6 separate regions of the Mus musculus genome follow, and regions 1, 2, 3, 4 and 5 are each linked to region 6. The links are chromatin contacts, called in public promoter capture Hi-C maps. All regions are on one chromosome and are shown on one strand. The core of a region is the stretch at or near the end of the contact, and the rest is flanking DNA. Distances in the headings are between cores, read along the strand shown. Region 1 has its middle 5.1 kb from the start of Gm40395. Region 2 overlaps Setd5 (SET domain containing 5). Region 3 has its middle 26 kb from the start of Srgap3. Region 4 holds the start of Lhfpl4 (lipoma HMGIC fusion partner-like protein 4). Region 5 holds the start of Lmcd1 (LIM and cysteine-rich domains 1). Region 6 holds the start of Rad18 (RAD18 E3 ubiquitin protein ligase).

What was found. Promoter capture Hi-C pulls out the DNA fragments that hold promoters and counts their contacts.
Region 1: a promoter capture Hi-C map of hippocampal neurons shows a contact between it and region 6, with 2.0 times the contacts expected there. The contact joins the enhancer-like site here to the promoter of Rad18 in region 6. A contact is called at or near these places in 2 of 39 promoter capture datasets (HPC-7-derived erythroid cells and hippocampal neurons) and 2 of 484 Hi-C or Micro-C datasets (both in cortical neurons).
Region 2: a promoter capture Hi-C map of liver shows a contact between it and region 6, with 2.9 times the contacts expected there. The contact joins the enhancer-like site here to the promoter of Rad18 in region 6. A contact is called at or near these places in 17 of 39 promoter capture datasets (the 3T3-L1 cell line, 3T3-L1-derived adipocytes, the C10 cell line and 12 more), 1 of 484 Hi-C or Micro-C datasets (cortical neurons), 10 of 115 datasets of contacts at active chromatin or transcription factors (the 230-238 cell line, effector CD8 T cells, embryonic stem cells and 7 more) and 2 of 9 other capture datasets (adipose tissue and liver).
Region 3: a contact with region 6 is called in a promoter capture Hi-C map of the HPC-7 cell line, with 6 times the contacts expected there. The contact joins the enhancer-like site here to the promoter of Rad18 in region 6. A contact is called at or near these places in 18 of 39 promoter capture datasets (the 3T3-L1 cell line, the C10 cell line, the HPC-7 cell line and 8 more), 3 of 484 Hi-C or Micro-C datasets (bone marrow-derived macrophages, double positive thymocytes and embryonic stem cells), 15 of 115 datasets of contacts at active chromatin or transcription factors (the 230-238 cell line, acute myeloid leukemia, bone marrow-derived macrophages and 7 more) and 4 of 9 other capture datasets (adipose tissue, embryonic stem cells, liver and 1 more).
Region 4: a contact with region 6 is called in a promoter capture Hi-C map of hippocampal neurons, with 6 times the contacts expected there. The contact joins the promoter of Lhfpl4 here to the promoter of Rad18 in region 6. A contact is called at or near these places in 7 of 39 promoter capture datasets (the 3T3-L1 cell line, cranial neural crest, embryonic stem cells and 3 more), 1 of 484 Hi-C or Micro-C datasets (LSK cells) and 3 of 115 datasets of contacts at active chromatin or transcription factors (astrocytes, large pre-B cells and stem cell-derived neural progenitor cells).
Region 5: a promoter capture Hi-C map of liver shows a contact between it and region 6, with 4 times the contacts expected there. The contact joins the promoter of Lmcd1 here to the promoter of Rad18 in region 6. A contact is called at or near these places in 3 of 39 promoter capture datasets (the 3T3-L1 cell line, liver and stem cell-derived epiblast-like cells) and 1 of 484 Hi-C or Micro-C datasets (muscle stem cells).

Annotation. Positions count from the first base shown.
Region 1 is chr6:112,417,952-112,420,838 of GRCm38.p6, reverse strand. No RefSeq gene overlaps it. Among named protein-coding and RNA genes, the nearest start is that of Gm40395, 5.1 kb to the left of the region's middle. Within about 2 kb of position 1,343, at least 18 of the 459 cell types and tissues checked have an H3K27ac peak or open chromatin away from gene starts, as enhancers often do. A contact at or near this core is called in cortical neurons and hippocampal neurons, where this site is marked.
Region 2 is chr6:113,140,454-113,143,572 of GRCm38.p6, reverse strand. All of the region lies in intron 17 of Setd5 (SET domain containing 5), which reads right to left. Among named protein-coding and RNA genes, the nearest start is that of Lhfpl4, 53 kb to the left of the region's middle. Within about 2 kb of position 1,697, at least 27 of the 459 cell types and tissues checked have an H3K27ac peak or open chromatin away from gene starts, as enhancers often do. A contact at or near this core is called in liver and memory CD8 T cells, where this site is marked.
Region 3 is chr6:112,971,336-112,974,342 of GRCm38.p6, reverse strand. No RefSeq gene overlaps it. Among named protein-coding and RNA genes, the nearest start is that of Srgap3, 26 kb to the right of the region's middle. Within about 2 kb of position 1,337, at least 114 of the 459 cell types and tissues checked have an H3K27ac peak or open chromatin away from gene starts, as enhancers often do. A contact at or near this core is called in the HPC-7 cell line, embryonic basal ganglia, embryonic forebrain and 1 more, where this site is marked.
Region 4 is chr6:113,194,080-113,197,055 of GRCm38.p6, reverse strand. Lhfpl4 (lipoma HMGIC fusion partner-like protein 4) reads left to right here and starts at 1,672. Exons shown (of 4, transcript NM_177763.3): 1 at 1,672-1,841; 2 at 2,753-2,976. The coding sequence starts at 2,833.
Region 5 is chr6:112,272,434-112,275,298 of GRCm38.p6, reverse strand. Lmcd1 (LIM and cysteine-rich domains 1) reads right to left here and starts at 1,541. Exons shown (of 6, transcript NM_144799.2): 1 at 1,327-1,541. The coding sequence starts at 1,368.
Region 6 is chr6:112,695,126-112,698,245 of GRCm38.p6, reverse strand. Rad18 (RAD18 E3 ubiquitin protein ligase) reads left to right here and starts at 1,576. Exons shown (of 12, transcript NM_021385.2): 1 at 1,576-1,702. The coding sequence starts at 1,652. It overlaps Gm35824 (a long non-coding RNA gene), which reads right to left and starts at 1,578. Exons shown (of 2, transcript XR_377964.4): 1 at 1-1,578.

The DNA.
Region 1 (2,887 bases), core at 94-2,593, 280 kb after region 6:
CTAACAAGAATAACCGCAGGATTCAGTGGCTAATGTAAGCATCTTGGACCAGGTTGATACAATAGGGGGTGTGAGTCCTGCACTGGATGTGGGGGGTCATGTCTCATGGGGAAGGGGGTGCCTACCCAAGACTGTTTCAAGGGAAATTAAAAATCGTGAGAGTTATATCCAATGTCATGATGATAAAATGTTGGTAAAAATAAATTACACGTCAGCCAAATAGAGATGTTGATGGCTTTGCTTTTGCTGTCTGGCATCTTTAAAACAGACTAACATGTTGATACTGGCTGTTTCCAGGAAGGTTCTTATAGGAAAAAAATCTTACTGTAGCTGTGTTAATTTTTAGTTTGCTCATTTCGTTCCTTCCCTCCTCCCTCCCCCTCTCTCTCCCTCTCTTCCTCTCTTCTTCCTTTGTGTATGGAGAAAATGTGTACTAGAATGTGTGGGTATTTTTGAGCAGAGGCTATAGGAAGACGTCGGGTATGCTGCTCTGTACTTTTCTACCTTATTCCCTTTAGACACGGTCTGTCACTGAACCTAGATGTGTATCAGGGATGGAGATATTTAGTGGGTAAGAGAGTATGAGTGAGGACCCGAGTTCGAATCTTCAGCTTCCATATAAAAGTCAGGGTGTGGCTGAGTATGTCTGTAAATTCAGTGATATAGGGAGTGGAGACAGGAGAATTGCTGAGGCTTGCTGGCCATCAGCCTACTTCCAGGAACACACAAATAATAAAGTGCCATTGGAGATAGAGACAGGGTTGTCATTTATACAATAATGATCGTGTGAGTGAAGGGACAATGGGGATGAGGGCAGGGGATAGCTCCCATGGTATTCTGGAAAGTTGCTGTGCATCTCCACAGTAGCAGAGCTAGCTCTCTGACCTTTACTAGCTGTGACGCAGTGTTAAAGGGTGACAGACAATTTAACTGTCAGTCTGATATGTCCTCTGTGTGCTAAGACTCTGTTGAACACTTTATATGCAGGCTGCCTTGCTGAGCCTCATTCCTCATAAAACCAGGATAATCACGGAGTTTGTTTCAGAGTGTCCTTGTGCAGACATCAAGGCTCTGGAGTGCAGAGATGGAACAGTCCGAGCCTGCCACAGAACTCCCTTTCAGTTCCGGCCAGTTGAACCATTGCGGATAGAAGCCGTTTGATTTTCCCTGTTCCCACAGACTCGAGGGGCCCGTGGGTGTGGAGCTAGAATGGCTTATTTAAGGCATTATTCATAAATGCTTCTGATGGCTTATTCAGAATCTGTCACTCTCTCTATCTCAGCACTTATGTAAAACATGCAATTTTCGTTTTTGTCAGATCTTTACAGAAAAGGAGCTGTTCTACTCATAAACACAGATGAAACTAACTGGCAGCCTATCTTTGGGATGTCGATTCTCTGTATCTGGGGGAGAGTCCAGGCACACCTGAGGCAGCTGGGAGAGCCTGCCTCACACTGATACTGTCGGCTTGTTTGCCTTTGTGATGAGCGCTGTCATGTCAATGAACTTGACAACCCAAATCCACTCTCCTGCCAAAAATACACTCACACTCGTCCACGGGTTGTGCACAGCGTGTCTTACTGTGCTTTTATTTGGATCTGGAATGTTCTCCAGAGTCTTAGTCTGTTAAGGCTTGTTTCCCAGTCTCTAGGGCTGTGGGCAGGTGGTAGGACCTTTAGGTCTTCCGAGAGAGAGTTGAATCGGTACAAGTGTGCCCTTGGGAGGGGGTGCTGGCTTGTCTCATTCCTTCCCACTGCTGTCTCACTCTCTCTGTCTCTGACTCTTTGTCTTTGTCTCTGTCTTTCTCTGTCTCTCTGTGTCTCTCTTTCATATCCAGGCTGTCAAGTGGTGACCATTTGACTCTTCTACACATCTCTCCCCAAAGCAACAGGTCATCCAGGGGCTGAAACATGAGTAGAAGTCATCTTTTTCCTTCCCTCAAGTTGTTTATCTTTCGTGTTTTGTCACCATGACTAGAGGTTGATTAACAAGTATCATATCTATACTTGTCTCTTAAATGATCTGTATAATTTATCATTTTAGAATAGAGGGTTTTTTTTCCAATGCCAAACTTTAGTTTAGACATTTATTTGATTTTTTAACCTATTTATTTATTTAATTTATATCCTGATTACAGCCCCCTTCCCTCCTCTCCTCCCAATCCTACCCTCCTTCCCCCCACCCCCAGTCACCTCCTCTCCTTCTTCTCAGAGAAAGGGAAGTCCCCTGTGAGGATTGACCCACCCTTGCAGCAGGACTAAGCACACCATCTCCCACTGAGGCCTGACAAGGCAGTCTAGCTAGGGGAAGGGGATCCAAAGGCAGGCAACAGAGTCAGAGACAGCCCCGCTCCAATTGTTAGGGGACCCACATGAAGACCAAGCTACACATTTGCTACTTGTGTAGGGGGCCTAGGTCCAGCCCCTGCTTGCTCATTGGTTGGTGGTTCAATCTCTGTGAGTTCTCATGGGCCCAGGTTGACTCTGTGGGTCTTCTTGTGTCCATGACACCTCTGGCTGGCTCAATCCTACCCTCCCCCACTCATGCACATGACTCCCAGAGCTCTGCCTGATGTTTGGCTGAGGGTCTCTGCATCTGTTTCCATTAGCTGCTGTTTCTCTCATGGGATGAGTCTCAAGTTGGGCCAGTCATTGGTTGGCCATTTCTTCAGTCTCTGTTCCATCTTTGTCTCTGCACACCTTGTGGGTAGAACAAATTTGGGGTCAAAGGCTTTGTGGGTGGGTGGGTGTCCCTCTCTCTGCACTAGAAGTCTTGCCTGGCTACAGGAGGTGGCCACTTCAGTCTCCATATCCTCAGTTTCTAGGAGTCTCAGCTAGAATCACCCTCATAGATTCCCAGGAGTGTCCCCTATCCTAGGCTTCTGGCT
Region 2 (3,119 bases), core at 448-2,947, 450 kb before region 6:
AGAAAAAGTCAAAGGGCAAAAAGGGAATGAAGGCATCAGGCAATTCTGCAAACATGACTACTCTGCTCAGCCTTCATCACATCGTTTGACAGCATATGTGGGGCTGGCAGTGTAGCCAGGGATGTATCTGAGCCCCAAGCACACACACCACAGAAAGGTCTTAAGTTGCTGGCTTCTGATGTTATATATTATTAAATTAGTTTCAATGGAAGGTGTAAGGGAAGGTGGAGAAAAGCAGGAGGTAGTTGAAAAGCCAAGCATGGTAAATTACTCACTAGGAGAATAGCATTAAAGGTTGCAACGAATCCATTCCTTATTTACTTGTACCTTGGATTATGTTTCTCATGCAACATTCTGTCTGTTCAATTCCGTGTCCTCTGCTGTCTATCAATCTATCAAAGAACTGCTAAAGCCTACCGCCAAAAAGCATATCAAAGGCTGAAATGCACCAGTGATAAAACCGACCCATTACTGCTTATCTGTATCGCTTAACACCAACATTCCCTTAACTAGACAGATCAGTTATCAAAGCCTTTCTAATATTGAATCTTTAGCAACCCAAGACAGAGCAATCTATACTTTCCCAACAAGATGGACTCACAATACTCAGGAAGTTAACAATAAACTAGTGGAATATAATCTTTTCAGTTTCATGATGATCTACAGAATATCCTACTGACTGAGAATTTGGTGATTAGTCAGGGAGTAGGGCCCTAATTATTTTGGAAAGTGAGACTAAAGGCCAGTTAATTTTGAAAAGGTACAGAGAAAAAAAGCTCCATGTAGATTTATAGGGTTAATAATTAATTACATGTCTAAAGCTTATTATAACTGCTAACACTGAAATCATGATTTTGGATCTTTAGGGTAGGAGGGTTTCTTAGCAAAGTACTGAAATTGGTATCCTAAGAGGTATAAATCACTGCACACAAACTGTATCCCAGCCTCTGCACAAGAGAAGGTTTGTAACCCAGAGCTTGGGCTTAAGCTTCCTTACATACTTACACCCAACTAGGCACTCCAGAGGAAATGAAGGAAAGCCAGAGAACGCTGGATTCCCTAAAGGAAGCTGCTCATCTGTCACCCAAAGCCCAGACACCCAGCCGTGTGAGCTGTCAGTTTAACCCCAATTATACATTGCTGACATGATACTGAGACAGTGTCGACCAACTCCAGTTTCCTTGTTAACAGGAGGATGTTATTCATGACTTTCTCTAACAATGCTCTCATGCACATAGAATCTACATCCTCTGAAGATTCTCTTTAATGAAACTCTTCAGCCATTCCTTCTCCCAAATGACAACAAAAGCAACCCCACAACATAAAAACAGCTACTCATTTCCCCACGGTCCTGTGCAGTCAGTTTTTATATAAGATCCACTCTATTTGCTGTGAATGAGAGGCCACCCTCCAGTCCAGCCCCCTCACCCCCCAATTCAGGACCACCCTTGTGCACTCACTCTCAGCCTGCATGTGATTGAGATGGTATGGTAACTACCTCTGGTGACAGGGGCTTAGGCCTATGTGCAGGGGAACCCTCAGGGGAGGAGATGTTCTAGAGGAGGAAAAAGTATCTTGTTATTTATCTTCTCAGAGTCAAGAAGCAAAACAGAAAGTAACGATAAGCATGGCTGTTTGCCACACTTTTTAGGGAGGGATTTGGTGGTGAGGATGGTTAATGTTTATGCATATGGTAAATGTTTAACTGCAGAACTCACTTCCACAAAGTGGTTAGTTCAGCTAAATGCTTCCTGGTACCTTAGAAAGGACTTATAATGTTTCATGCTATCAATGAACACCTCAATTAGAACTCAGGAAAGAATTAGGTGAATCATTTTAGAGGGCTCACAGTGTTTCTTATGGTGGGGCACAACCTACTCCTTATTCTTCCTAGAGGAACTCTGTTTCTTCACCCCATACTTCCTCTGATTATAATCTTTCTTTTCTTTATTCTCTTACTAGCTTTAGGGGTATACCTGTGAACTATGATCAGTTCCTCTCAAGTGACTGTTATACACCTGCACACATCTAACAGAGTTAAAAATCCATTGTACTTACTGGATCACAAAACAAACAAAGCACCCTCCCACCCCAATACCATGTATATGTGTATTTTTTCTGTGACTTTCATAGGACAGAACATTTTGCTGAGGTAATACCTCTCTAACACATGGGAACTGGAGAGTGAGCTCTTGAGGTGATGGTGTGAAGGGTAACATGAAAGTGATGATAGCAGCTATGACAAGGACTCTGTACCAGGCACTGGGGAAAAGGGAAAGTTCTCAATATACAGACTATCAACAACTGAGGCCCAGAAAACAGACGTGGGCTATGCTATGCTAGGATATATAAATGGAGCTGCTTCAGCAAAACAAGGTGGATAGCAATGTTTTAGAATGGGGAGGGTGCTGGGTGTACAAAGCACAGGGCTCTTGTTTTCCTTCTTCTAGATTCTTTCCCCTCCTTCTCTGTGACTGTGTACCTCATCCCCTCAGTTCTAGATATGAACACGCTTCTTATTCAAGGTTTTTCCTTTCCACTTGGAGCTGGTTTTACTCCTGACACTTATTGATATTTCACTGCTACTTTATTTTTCACAAATTTTTAAAAATACTATTTTTACTTTAGGTGTACAAGTGGTTTGCCTTCCTGTGTGCCTGTGTAAAACATGCACACAATGCCAGGAAATGTCAGAAGAGGGCATTAAATCCCTAGAGACTAGAGTAACAGATAGCTGTGAGGAACCATATGGGTGTTATGGGAATTAAAAATTGGGTTCTCTGAAAGAATGGCCAGTGCTCTTAATGGCAGTCATCACTCTAGCCTGCATTTTAATATTTTTTTTTTAGCTTTTTTTGGTTTTGTTTTGGTTTTTTGAGACAGGGTTTCTCTGTGTAGCCCTGGCTGGCCTTGAACTCAGAAATCCACCTGTCTCTGCCTCCCGAGTGCTGGAATTAAAGGTGTGCGCCACCACGCCCAGCTCTTTTTAACGTTTAACAGACAAGTTTATTTCAACATTTTCTTCTTTCAAATAATAATTTTATGTTTAAAAAACAATATGGAAATAAAATTTGTATTATATCATCTTTCAATATATTCTTTCCTTTTAAAAGACAGGG
Region 3 (3,007 bases), core at 88-2,587, 280 kb before region 6:
AGCTGAGAAACAAGCACGGTTAGGTCAACCATGGGCAAGGTCTCCAGCACATTCCTTTGTCCTGGGGCTCCCAGAGGCATGATCCCCAAGAGCGCTGTCAGGGTGCTTGGCCTTATGATTTTCCCAAGCTGTATCTGAGTGCCGAGCCCTCTAATCCTGAGGTTTGGACAGCTTTGAGGCTGGGGAATGACTAAGAAGAGGGTGAGGCGGCTGGCTCATTTTCTCTGGGAGGCACGCTAGAGCTCCAGTCGTGAATTCATCTTGCCACCCAGTGGAAGTGGAATCCTAAACACAAAGCTTCAAATGCTGGTAGATTTTCCCAATTCTGAAATTGCTTTCAGCCAATATTACCTTTGCTTTTGGAGCACAAGCCAGGCTATTGTGCTGGGAATAATCCTTGTCTTACTGGAGTGGCTTGTGTTGCCATAGTTACTATTTGGGTTCTGTGCACCTAAAATTTCAAGTATTTATCAGGTGAAAAGAATTTCCTGCTCTCTCTCTCTCTCTCTCTCTCTCTCTTCCCCTCCCTCCCTCCCTCCCTCCCTCCCTCTTCCTCTCCCTCCCCCCCCTCTCTCTGAGTGTGTGTGTGTGTGTGTGTGTGTGTGTGTGTGTGTGTGTGTGTGCATGCACACGTGCATTACACTCTGCCTTTGGAAAATCAGAGTGAGAAAAATAGATATTATATTCTATTCAATGGCTATTTTCAGTGGGGACTGTCATATAAAGACCCGCAGAGAAACAGTTAACTCTCCAGCAGCGAAAAAAAAAAAACGGGTTTGGCTATGGCCTTGAAAAATGGAGTTATCAGCACCCCGCTGAGGCCCCGCCATCACTGCGGATGATGGATGAAAACGCACGTTGTCACTGCCAGTTGTGCAGCTCAGGAAATTGCACGAGGCAGCTGGTTATTTATGATGGAGCTACACAGAGCTGGTCAGCAGGTTTCTCCATTGCTGCCACACTGTGCCCATGGTAACTTTCTTCACAGTGCTGAAGGGTGGGGCAGAAGTTTTCGAGGAGGTGGCTCTCAGAGGGTGTATGTGTGGCTTAATAGCACAGTAGCTTAGCAGCTACTGGAGGGAGCAAGCTTGGCCATTCAGCATGTGTGACTATCTAGATGGATAACCCACCCGAGACCCGTGTGTTTGTGCTGCCTGTTTGCCTGGCTGCTTCGCAGGCTCGGAGTTGACCCACGGTGGTGCCCAGAAATAGTCCCCTCTGCCTGGTCTCCACGAGCTAGACTGCTTTTTTTATGTGGCTGTCTCCTAGGAGTCCAAAGCTATGCCACATGGCTGGAAGCTGTGTTTACAAGCTTTTCATCTGTCTTTCTTAACTTGTGGTTGCTATGGTTTCCTCAGCCTGCTGGGCCTAGCCCTTGAAGAGGGACAAGCTGTCCACTCAACCGAAAGCCAGAGGCACCAGCTCCATCAGCACAGGCCTTTTGGATATGTTCTCAATGATATCAGACCACCTTTCCATCCCGAGTCCCAGACTTCTCTCCCTTAACAAGGCAGCCTTGGTCATGGCCCCAGGATGATTCCCTCCTGCTGTCTGTCGCTGTTCTGTCTCCAGCATGTTTGTCTCAGCTGGGGTGTTCATGTTGCTTCCCACTGCCCTGACTTCTCAGTGGCTTAGATTTGCTTTGCTGAAATCTATGCAACTCTCTCACCAGCTTTACCTCATTATATGCAGGATACATTCACACCCAGGGTGCCTCTTGAACCCACGGCTATCCTTTGCTGCTGGTTCAGCATTCATTTATTTATTTCGGGTAACAGCACCTTGTGTTTTCCAGGTTCACCTCCCCCAACACATCCGATACAGTTCGCAAGGGTCTGCCGGCCTCACTCCACCCCCAAGGGCTAGCCAGTTAGGATAGCTGTTCCCTCCAGCTTTTACGATGGCTCTGAGATGGACACATGAAGCTGGGGTCGCAAAAAAGTGACTCCTGGAGTGTTCGTTACCAAGTCTCTTGCTCTGTGGTTCTATAGTGGGGTCTGGTGGAATCCTGATACGCAGGAGGTAGGGAGGGCTGCTATCTACAGAAGACAACAGCACGGAGAAGACAGCTGGGAGCACAGCAGATCTGAGACTCCATGTGCGCTCTCACTAGAGTCCAGACTCCGGGTCTGAAGAAATTCTCTTAATGCAAATGACTGTTTGACAGGACCCTAGCCATCCCAGAAAGGTAAACATGGCTCATGCAGGCCTTGCCCTTCTCCCTTGTTCTCTCTGCCTTGCTAGAAACCATTAGATTACATTCCTAAAGCTAGCCCCCCAAGGTCTATTTTCTTATATGACCGATCCCTCTTTCTGAGGCAAACTACCAAGTTCCAGCAATCAAAAGCCACCTTTGATTCATCTAATTAGCATGCCCAATTAAAATTAAACACCTCATCCTAACACAGGGCTTCCCTCTTTACCTTTATAAGCTGTCATTTGCCTATGGATCACAGTCTGTCTCCCTTCTATCCAGTGGCAGTCCTTGTTCCTCCAGGCCGTCCTTTGTCCCCCTCCGGTACAAATGCTCCTCCCCCCTCCCTTGCCCCTTTTTGTTCCCTTCTCCTTCTCCCTCTTCCTCTATCTCCTGTCGCTGTCTCATATTCCTGCCTTCTGTTCCCCTGGGACAAATCTCCTTTGTGCCGAGAACTTGGTCTTGGGGGTCCCGAGCCCCTACTTTCCCCTGCACTGTTTGAATTAGTTTCCTATGACTGGCATCTGAAAGAGTCTTATCTGACTGCATTTCAGTGACACCAGACTTACCCAGCATGCTTAGCTGCTCTGATCTGAGCCTATTTCCCTTGGTTGCAGTGACAGTGTGTCTCCACTATGCCATCTTTAAAGGGCACTCATAAACGCTGATGACTTCTGTGACCTCTGGCATCTTCTCACATTTCCCCCACTCTGCCAGTTCTCTCTCACTGTGGGCTGGCAGCACAGCATCCTCATTATAACCATGGCATTAGCATCCTCTTTCTGGGATGAAGTCACAGAACGTTGGCTGTGT
Region 4 (2,976 bases), core at 423-2,922, 500 kb before region 6:
CATGTCTTCCTTGGCTTCTATCCCCATCTGCAAAATGGGAAGAGGTATTGGAGGAGATTGCTTGCCCCATCCCTTCTGCTCATGCTTCCAGGACCACAGGATCCTTGGCAGGTGGAAAGGAAGGCTCCTTCAAAGAGAGTGGAAAGAGAAGCCAAGTTCATGCCAGTACTCCGTTCCTGGGGATGGTGAATTCACATGGACCTGAGGTCTCAAGTTGTGGAATTTGCTAGGTCCATTCTCCCTTTATAATCTGGGATTCAAACGCCTGTTTCTTATAAAGACATCAAACAACAACAAACCCACCCACAACCCCACCCTGTTACCACCATTTCTTAAAAGTTGAAAATGTTGATCTAGGATGTCGCTCTGTTAGTAGAATGCTCTCCTGGTTTGATCTCCAGAAACGTACAAAACAGACACAAAACAAGCTTGTTGGTGCATGCCTGCGATTTCAGCACTCGGATAGAAGCAGGAGGATTCCTGCATGTTCAAGGCTACCCTGGTCTTAACACAGTGAGTTCTAGGCCAGCTAGAACTACTTAGCATACTCTCCCCAAATAAAGCAGACTTTTACAAAATACATAATCAGAAAACAAAAACAAAAAACAAAAAGGAGAACCAAAAAAAAAAAAAAAACCCAAAGACCAAAAGAACAGTTTCTTATTTCACTGGAAAAAGACATTTAAAAATATGACATGAGTTTTTGCATATAGATATGAGTTTCAACAAACATACTTCTCTGTGTGGTCCAGTGTTTGGGATCCACTAACATGTGCGTGCTCGAGCACACACACACACACACACACACACACACACACACACACACACACACACACCTCTATAAAATGGGGCATAATTTGTCCACTTTACAGATAAGGAAACAGGTCCCGATAGCTCAAGTTCAAGGTTAGTGTTAGTTTGTCTGGGTTTCAAAGGCTAAGCAATGACTGAGTCAAGCTGCCTCCCAGGAGTGCCCCTGAGGGTGTTCTTTGGCCTAATCACCACCCTTGACTTTGAGGCGTTGTTGTTTAGATCTTCATGATGTTCAGACTTCATGGCTTGCATCGACTTGGGCACGGGGGAGGATGTAAAGGAAAAACCAGCTTGCCAGCCCCTTTCCCTCCTGGTTTTGGTACTCAGCCTGGGTCTTGTTCCCTGGCTCCATCTCCTTGTTCTGTGGGCCAAGGAATCCCCAAGGCTGGCGTGGGGTGTTAACAGTTTAGGAGTTTCCCTCTCCCAGGGGGGTGTTGACAGTTTCCTAGGAGACTCTGAAAACCTTCAACGCCTCTAAGACGCAAAGGCGTGGAAGCAGAATGGAGAGACTGGAGGCATTGTCATAGATGGTAGGGGGTAATCAGGAATCAAGAGATTGAGTTCAACGTCTATCAATAATCCTCATTTCGTTCCTTCCCCCATTTCCACGGGCTTTGTGGGGAGCTGGAACCCCACAACTCAGGTTGACCGAAGGGAGTCCCAGTAGTCAGGAGGCCTGAAGCCGGGGCTGGGGTAGAGGCTATGTTTCTGGCTGAGGGACCTCAGGGTCACCGTGCCTGACCGTACCTCTGACTGTCAGAACCTGGAGGGCCCCTTTCCCTCCTCCTCCCCCGCCCCCCTTCCATTCCTCTCAGTTCTTTACGCCCGCGCGGGAACGCGCCCCGGCCGCGCCGCGCCAGTGCCCGGGAGCGCGCGCCTCGGCGCGGGAGCGCGCCCCGGGGAGAGCCGGAGCAAGATGGAGGCCGCGCAGAGGACGCCGCCTGGGCCAAGGCAACCGCTGTTAGGAGCATCGAGCACCGGAGCTTGAGCCCTGCCGGTCCCGGATCAGCCGTCCCGACTCGGCCCAGGTTGGTCTTCCCACATCCCTTCTCCGCGGCCGCAGCCTCCGCGCGTGTCCGGCCTGGGCGCGGGGCAGCCCCCCCCCCCCCAGCTCTGGCCCTACCCGGGCCCAGCGGCTCCCCCGCGCCAGGCACGGCCCCTGCCCACCGCCCGCCCCTCCAGGCCCAGACTGCCCGCTGGCCTCGATCGCCTGTTCCCTTGGCCTGGAAAGCCACTCTCCTCGGCCCTGGCCCGCCAATCCTACACTACCCCCCCGCAGCCGACATTCAGCCCCGGCTTCTAAGGAGCCCCCCCTATCCCCGCCCCCCAATCCCCGCCACAAGTGCAGACCCTGCAGTGTCAGCCCCTGATTCCACGCTAGCCTCATCCTGATTCCAACACTTAGCCCTGGGTACCAGCTCCAGTCTTCTGCCTGGCCCTACTGTAACCTTCCTCGTGCCCTCAGTACCAGCCCCTGACAACCTCTTCTCTTCCTTATAGAGAAGCGTCTATCCTCTTTCAGATCCCCTTTAGACACCCAGTCCCAGACCCACTACCCCTAATAACAGCTCCAATATGCCCTTCCCAGCTCTCTCTATTCGGTGCTTGTTAATGCTCCAATATTGATCTCCATCTTTCATTACATCTCCCCACGTCCCCTTCTTAATCCAGCACCAGTTCCCAAGCCCCCTCTTGAACTCCCCCACGAGCACTTTCTGGCACCCCCCTACTTCCAGATCCCATGTCCTCATCCCATCCCCCCCCCAACTTTCCCATGACTCCTTCTCAGGCCCCCCAATAGGAGGCCTTCAAGTCGCCGCCCCAACACTGTCATGACCCCCTCCTAGCTCCCCAGTCAGCCCCCAGGTTCCCAGCTCCGCCTCAGGCCCCGCCCTTGCGAGTTCCTAGACTCAGGGCTGCTTCTCGCGTGCGTCCCCAGCTCCCGCCCCGCGGCCGGTGGTCAGTCCTGGGCCGGCGGCCCCCTGTCAGCCGCTGCCGCCGGCCCCGCCCCCGGGCACCATGCTGCCCTCGCAGGAAGCCTCCAAGCTCTACCATGAGCACTACATGCGGAACTCGCGGGCCATCGGCGTGCTATGGGCCATCTTCACCATCTGCTTCGCCATCATCAACGTGGTGGTCTTCATCCAGCCCTACTGGGTAGGC
Region 5 (2,865 bases), core at 292-2,791, 420 kb after region 6:
GACTTCATCTCACATTCTAGGATGTCAACCGGCTTATAGCAACACACTTGCAAATCATTGACCTCAAACACATGGGGAAAGAGAGCAGGAAAAGTGAAGTCCATATATAATTAGAGACTAGCAGGTATCCCCCACACTCAGGTCTCAGTGCTCTGTGAATTCTGGATGAGAGATGACACTTGATTCTGCAAATAGTCTGGTGAATGCATCAGGGAGATGCCCAGACTAAGTCTGATTGGATGCCATGTGCAGAAGGAATCACTAGGCTCAGGAGTGGGAGGGCAGGAGGTCTGGGGCTTCCCCTCTCCCACCTCCATTCTCCCTGAGCTCTACGGTCTCTTTTTCTCTCCTTTGCTTTTCTACCTCCCACCAAATGTCAGCAAAGGAGAACTTTGCCCTGCAAGATTGAATACTCTGAGAGAATAGCTTAATAATTACTGCTTGGGCATGTTAGCCTACATTATCAAGATTGCTGTTAAAAGTACTGGCTGTCTCTCCTCCTTACATTCTAGATAGGGAAAGAGCGGCTAAGGATTTGAGTTTATCGCTGTTGTACAGCTAAAATGTGCCAGACCAAGGGCCAGGGTTTGAACATCTCTGTCCCCTGCAAGCCACCTCTCTTTCACCCATGCCTCTTATTTCCCCATCTGGGAAGCCATTGCTGCTTTCCTGTCCCCTACGTCTTCTCATAGCCCAGTCTTCTGCTTTCAGTGTACCTCAGGTAAGCAGGCAGCCAGTTTAGAGCTGTAGGCACAGCTGCTGGCCCCGCCTGCAGCAATTTACCCGTGACCTTCTGGGCTCTGGGCCAGCCCTTCTTGAAAGGGAAACGTGCAGACTCTGGGGACAGAAATTAGTTCCCCTGAGCTAGAATGGCTGCTATTGCCAACTGCACCAAAAGAAACTATTCTGTGTGCTGGGGAAACCACACAACTCTGGGAGGCTAGCGAAGGGGGAGGGGCTGCATCACAGTCCCCCAACCTTCACTAAAGGCACATCAGGGGGTTGGAGGGTACAGGCAAGGGAAAGCCAAGACGTTTCCCATGACCACAAATAAGCGTCTATTCCCTCCCTCTAAATTTTAACTTTAGTTCACCTTTAATCAGCATCAATAAAGAACTACGGCACAGTGCAAATACTTTCTTAACAATGGCTTTAAGGGCAATTTGGAGAGGGGTCAACCTGTCACCTCAAATAAGTATTGTCACCTATTCTGTTTTCTGTGCTTTCTGTGGATTTGATGCAACCATTAAAGTGTCCCTAGGTACTCAGTGCGTCTGAGAGCAGTGGGATCTGAAGGATACAGGAATACAGAGGGGTCTCGCTCACCTTTTGCACTCCAGGGTTGAGGTCCTTAGCCACTTTTGCCATCCTGGCGGTGCAGAAACAGCACCTGGCTTCTCAGGCAGGGGCCAGAGGGAGCGCGCAGCCTGGACAGCGCTGCTGAATGGCCAAGTTCAGGTTCCTTTGCCTGTGTGCAGCCGGCGGCTCTGTGCTCAGAGCCGCGCCGCTGCCCGCTTTAATTGGAGAGCGGGACTCCCTCTAAAAAGTGACCAGCCAATGCGCGTGGACACCCACTCCAGGCCAGCCAATCAGAGCAAAAAGCTGCATCCCTCCCTTAGGGTGGCCTCTGCAGGGAGGCTGAGAACTTGGCTAAACTCTACCCTGACGTCAGCTTAGCCGGCTGCCCTGCCACCTCGGGCTCACAGCTGTCCCCTAGGCGGCAGGAATCCCTCCCCACGCCCTTCTCCTTTAAAGGGCAAGGAGCAGAGGGAGGGGCAGAGGAGACCCAGGCAGATCCATTCAGGTCAAAAGAGAGAGCAAATAGGAGAGCCAAGGTATTTTTAGAGAGCTGGGTCCAAAAATAAATGCTGAGCAGTGCTCTCTGCCCACCTCTTCCCCCTTGTCCCAGGGGGGTGCGCGGGGGCAGGTGGTCTCCAGAAGCCTCAACTGACCCTAACCTGGCTAAGGTCTCTAGTAACCAGAGAGAAAAGACTCTAGTACATTATCATTTGTTAAAAACAATAGCCACAAAAATTTTTTTAAAAATTTAAAATATCTTTTTTAAAAATAACTTTTAAACTTCTCAGAGGAAGAAAACAATATTCTTTCTCTCTCTCTCTCTCTCTCTCTCTCTCTCTCTCTCTGTGTGTGTGTGTGTGTGTGTGTGTGTGAGAGAGAGAGAGAGAGAGAGAGAGAGAGAGAGAGAGAGAGAGAGTGCATGTGTGTGGAGGTCAGAGAATAACTTGTGGACATCAATTCTCTCCTTCCACCAAGTGGGCTCCCAGCATCAAACTCTGGTCATCAGGCTTGGCAGCAGCAAATATCCATACCCAGGGAGCCGTTCCCATATTATAGCTTCAAAATTATTTTTATGGTTCCAACTGAGAAAACGAGGAGAGATAGTCAGGTGATCAAAGGTGTGCTCTTCGATAGGACTTGTTTAGTCTAAAACGGTGAGATCGGAACTGGCCCCAGGGGTTGGAGCACGAGACTGTAAAGGATAGACTGTGAAAATTAGTAATTAAGTCTTGCAAGTCTGGATGAGCAAAATCTATCTGTTTCTCACCCTTGGAATGAAGTATCCATGAAACATCTAACAATGGTTTCTGTAAGTTGGCCAGGCTGTTTGCTCCGGAGCTCACGTTGCTCTCGGAGACTGCTTTCCCGACTTCGACTCCCCTGCCACAAGAGAATACAGAACAGGTACCTTTTTATCCAGAACAATCCTGCTTCACCTGTCATGAGGTGAGGAGGCCTTTCTACAACCCACATGGGCAAAATCTCCTGCCAGAAACTGGGATTCCAGTGGGTGAAAGTGAAAGATTGCCTGCAGGAGATCCAATATAGATCTTAAAGTATATCCTT
Region 6 (3,120 bases), core at 327-2,826:
GATGTTCCCAGAACTATCCAGCAGCACCCAACTCAACCTAGAGTTCATGTGAGTACTCTCCCCTGATGGGTTGGTACAAATCCACCTTGCATCTAATCTGCCATTTACCTCCTGGCTGCCGACTTGCTAGATTCAGTGTCTGAATCCTCTTGCTGTTCTGACACTGGGTTCCGTATCTGCATGCGGAAAGAACTGTCTTGACCAGACAGACTCTTATGAGACGATTCTGTGGTAGTTTATATGCTCAAAAGCCCAACATCCTGAGTTCAAGCCCTGCTTCTACTTAGCTGCAGAATGCTCTGCACCAATTACCCATTTTTCTTTCCTTTGAATAATGAGTAAACCAAGTAAGTGCATGATGCAAAAACAAAACAAAACAAAACAACCCAAAGCCACAGGAGTGCTTTGAATACAGGTGGTCTAATATGTGTTAGCTATTACTGTAATAAGTAAACTATCACCTAAATGTTGTTTGTGTTGGTGTTGCACAGTTCATCTGTGACTGTAGGCTAGGAAAAATTAATTGGCTCAGATTACAGGGATTATTTTATGATAAAAACTCAAAAGAATGAATTCCTAACCTGCTGGGTTTTAGTCTTCACACCTGTAAAGTGTCTGTAACAGCCACATCTCTCCCCCTACTTTCCAGGAGAGCTCACATGCCTGGTCCATTGTAAGTCTTCAAAACATACATGTTGAATCGGTGAATGTGTGGGCCACCGGGGTATCAGTGATACCGCAAGCTTCGGGATTCTGTCTTGCGAGTCATCTGGACCAACTTGTGGCCCCTGAGACCTAGTACAGCGGAGGCCCACAGAAGGCAGAAGATGAGTGCTGAACTGAGTAGCCAGGCTGGCTGTGTGTTGGTCAGCGTTCCACATCCAGATAATGGAGCTCTGGTTAAATGAGCCTAAAAGGAACCTTTCTGGAGACAGGTCCGGGAGATAAGGCGTCACCTGGGAGATGGAAGAGGGTGAGGAGCCTCTCAAGTAGATGGAGTAATTTGATAAAAAAGAATGTGGGTTCCTGTTAAACTGATTTAATAACACTCTTTGCTAACACTGGTCCTTTTATACATGGGGACTATCTGAGAACTAAGTGCCAATATTAGCCGTGGTTACCTTTGAAGAACAGAGGCTCTATGTGGCTCTCGTGGATGCTTACAGAAAGAGGAGTTGAGACAGAAGTGTAACTTTAGATATTTTCAAGGAGCAAGACAGATCTCTAAAGCAACCAGAGATTACTACCTGAAGAGGGAAGACCTGAGCCTAGATCTTGAACTCTCTACCAAGGCTTAGGCTTCATTTGGTTTCTTTTTCCTAATATTCAATCACCTTCCGGAATCTTTTGTTTATTCATTTTATAAGACAGATTAAAGCTGCTTTTAATCTTTCACTTATCTTCTTGTCTCTCGGGATCCAAGAGGTCCAAACGCCTGCATCGCTCCAGGCTACGCCCTGGAATGTCTCACTTTTTCCCCTTCGGTCTTCCGAAGCCGCTAACGTCCAACGCACAAGAACTACAGCTCCCAGCATGCCGTGCGCTCGCCGCGAGCGCGCCGCACGTAGCTGACGTACGGTGTAGCGCGGGGAATTTCGAGTAGAGGAGCTGCGTGGCGGGCCGGTAGCTGGCGGTCTCATCAGGTGCGGCCATGGAGGTCCTGGCCGAGCCGCGATGGCCTCCGGGGTTGGCGGTGATGAAGGTGAGTGTCGGGGGAAGGCCGGGGCGCGGACGTCGTCGGTGCGAACAGGCACCCCGGTCCGCGCGCCGCCGCCTCGGCCCTAACCTGGCCTCGCGACGCCGGTCCTCAGTTTCCAACCCCCGAGACGGTCCGGGAACGCGCCGCGGCCCTGCGCAGTCAGCCTTAGGTCGCCGCCCTAACGAACCGGATGTTTTGGGTTTCTGTCACTATCACCGCGTCTCCCCGTAAAGTAGTGTCAACGATGGTGACATCACATCCTACGAGGACTCCTGTGTTAACAGTGACACCACTCGTGATTTGTGTGGACGTTGCATCGGATGACATTTTATAATCAAGCAGTATAGCAGAGGGTCCGCTTATCATGGTTTTCCATTTCTGGCTGTGGTCCAGAAGTCCTCCACGTTCTTAACACACTGCATCCGGCTTCCCTGCCTAATGTGCCCTCCATGACTCAATAATGACGCATCTCTCTTTATTTAACTTTTATTTATTTTATTAATTTAGGAGACGAGGTCATACCCTGTAGCCCCTGGCTCACATCTTTTTAAAAGAGAGACCAGGACCTAGACCCAGCGCTTAGCCTTTCCTTTTAAGGAATTATTGCATACTGAATTATCTCCCTTAAATAACATTTAGTAGGATGTGTTGTTTGTTTGTTTGATTGTTTTTGAGACAGGGTTTCTTTGTGTAGCCTTGCTCTTGTAGGACCAGGCTGGCCTTGAACTCAGCGAGATCTGCTTGTCTGCCTCTGCCTCCCAAGTGCTGGGATTAAAGATGTGTGCCACCTCTGCCCATCCGGTGGATGTTTTTTGTTTTGATGTTTGTTTTCTACCAAGATTGGGTAGCCCTCCTGCCTCTGTCTGCTGAGTGCAGCAGGCTTACGTTGTATCTGTTATAACCTAGACGGTTTCCCTATGACAGTTGGTTATTCTTTGCTTTTATAATTGTTGTTTTTTGAGACAGGGGTTTTTTTGGATATCCTTGGCTGTCCCGTAACTAGCTCTGTCCTCTGAGTGCAGGCTTTTTCCTTCTGTTCTTACAAACAATGCATCTATTACAACCTGAACATTTCCCTTCCACAACTGATTATTGTTTGTTTTATTTTGTGTGTGTGTGTTGTTTTTTGAGACAGGCCTCCTTTGTTGAATCCCTGCCTATCCCAGAACTAGCTCTGTAGACCAGGCTAGCCTAGAACTCACAGACCTCAATGCCTCTGCCTTCCAAGTGCTGGGATTAAAGGCATGTGCCACCACTGCCCAGCACAAGCAGGTTTTTATAGCTATGTAATGTTTCATATGGACTGTAAATGACAACTTTTTGGTTTGTGTTTGGCTTTATGACGGGCTCCTTATGTAGTAGTGCAGGTAGGCTTGAAGCTTGGATACTCCTGCTCCTGCCACTGAAGTGTTAAGATTAAA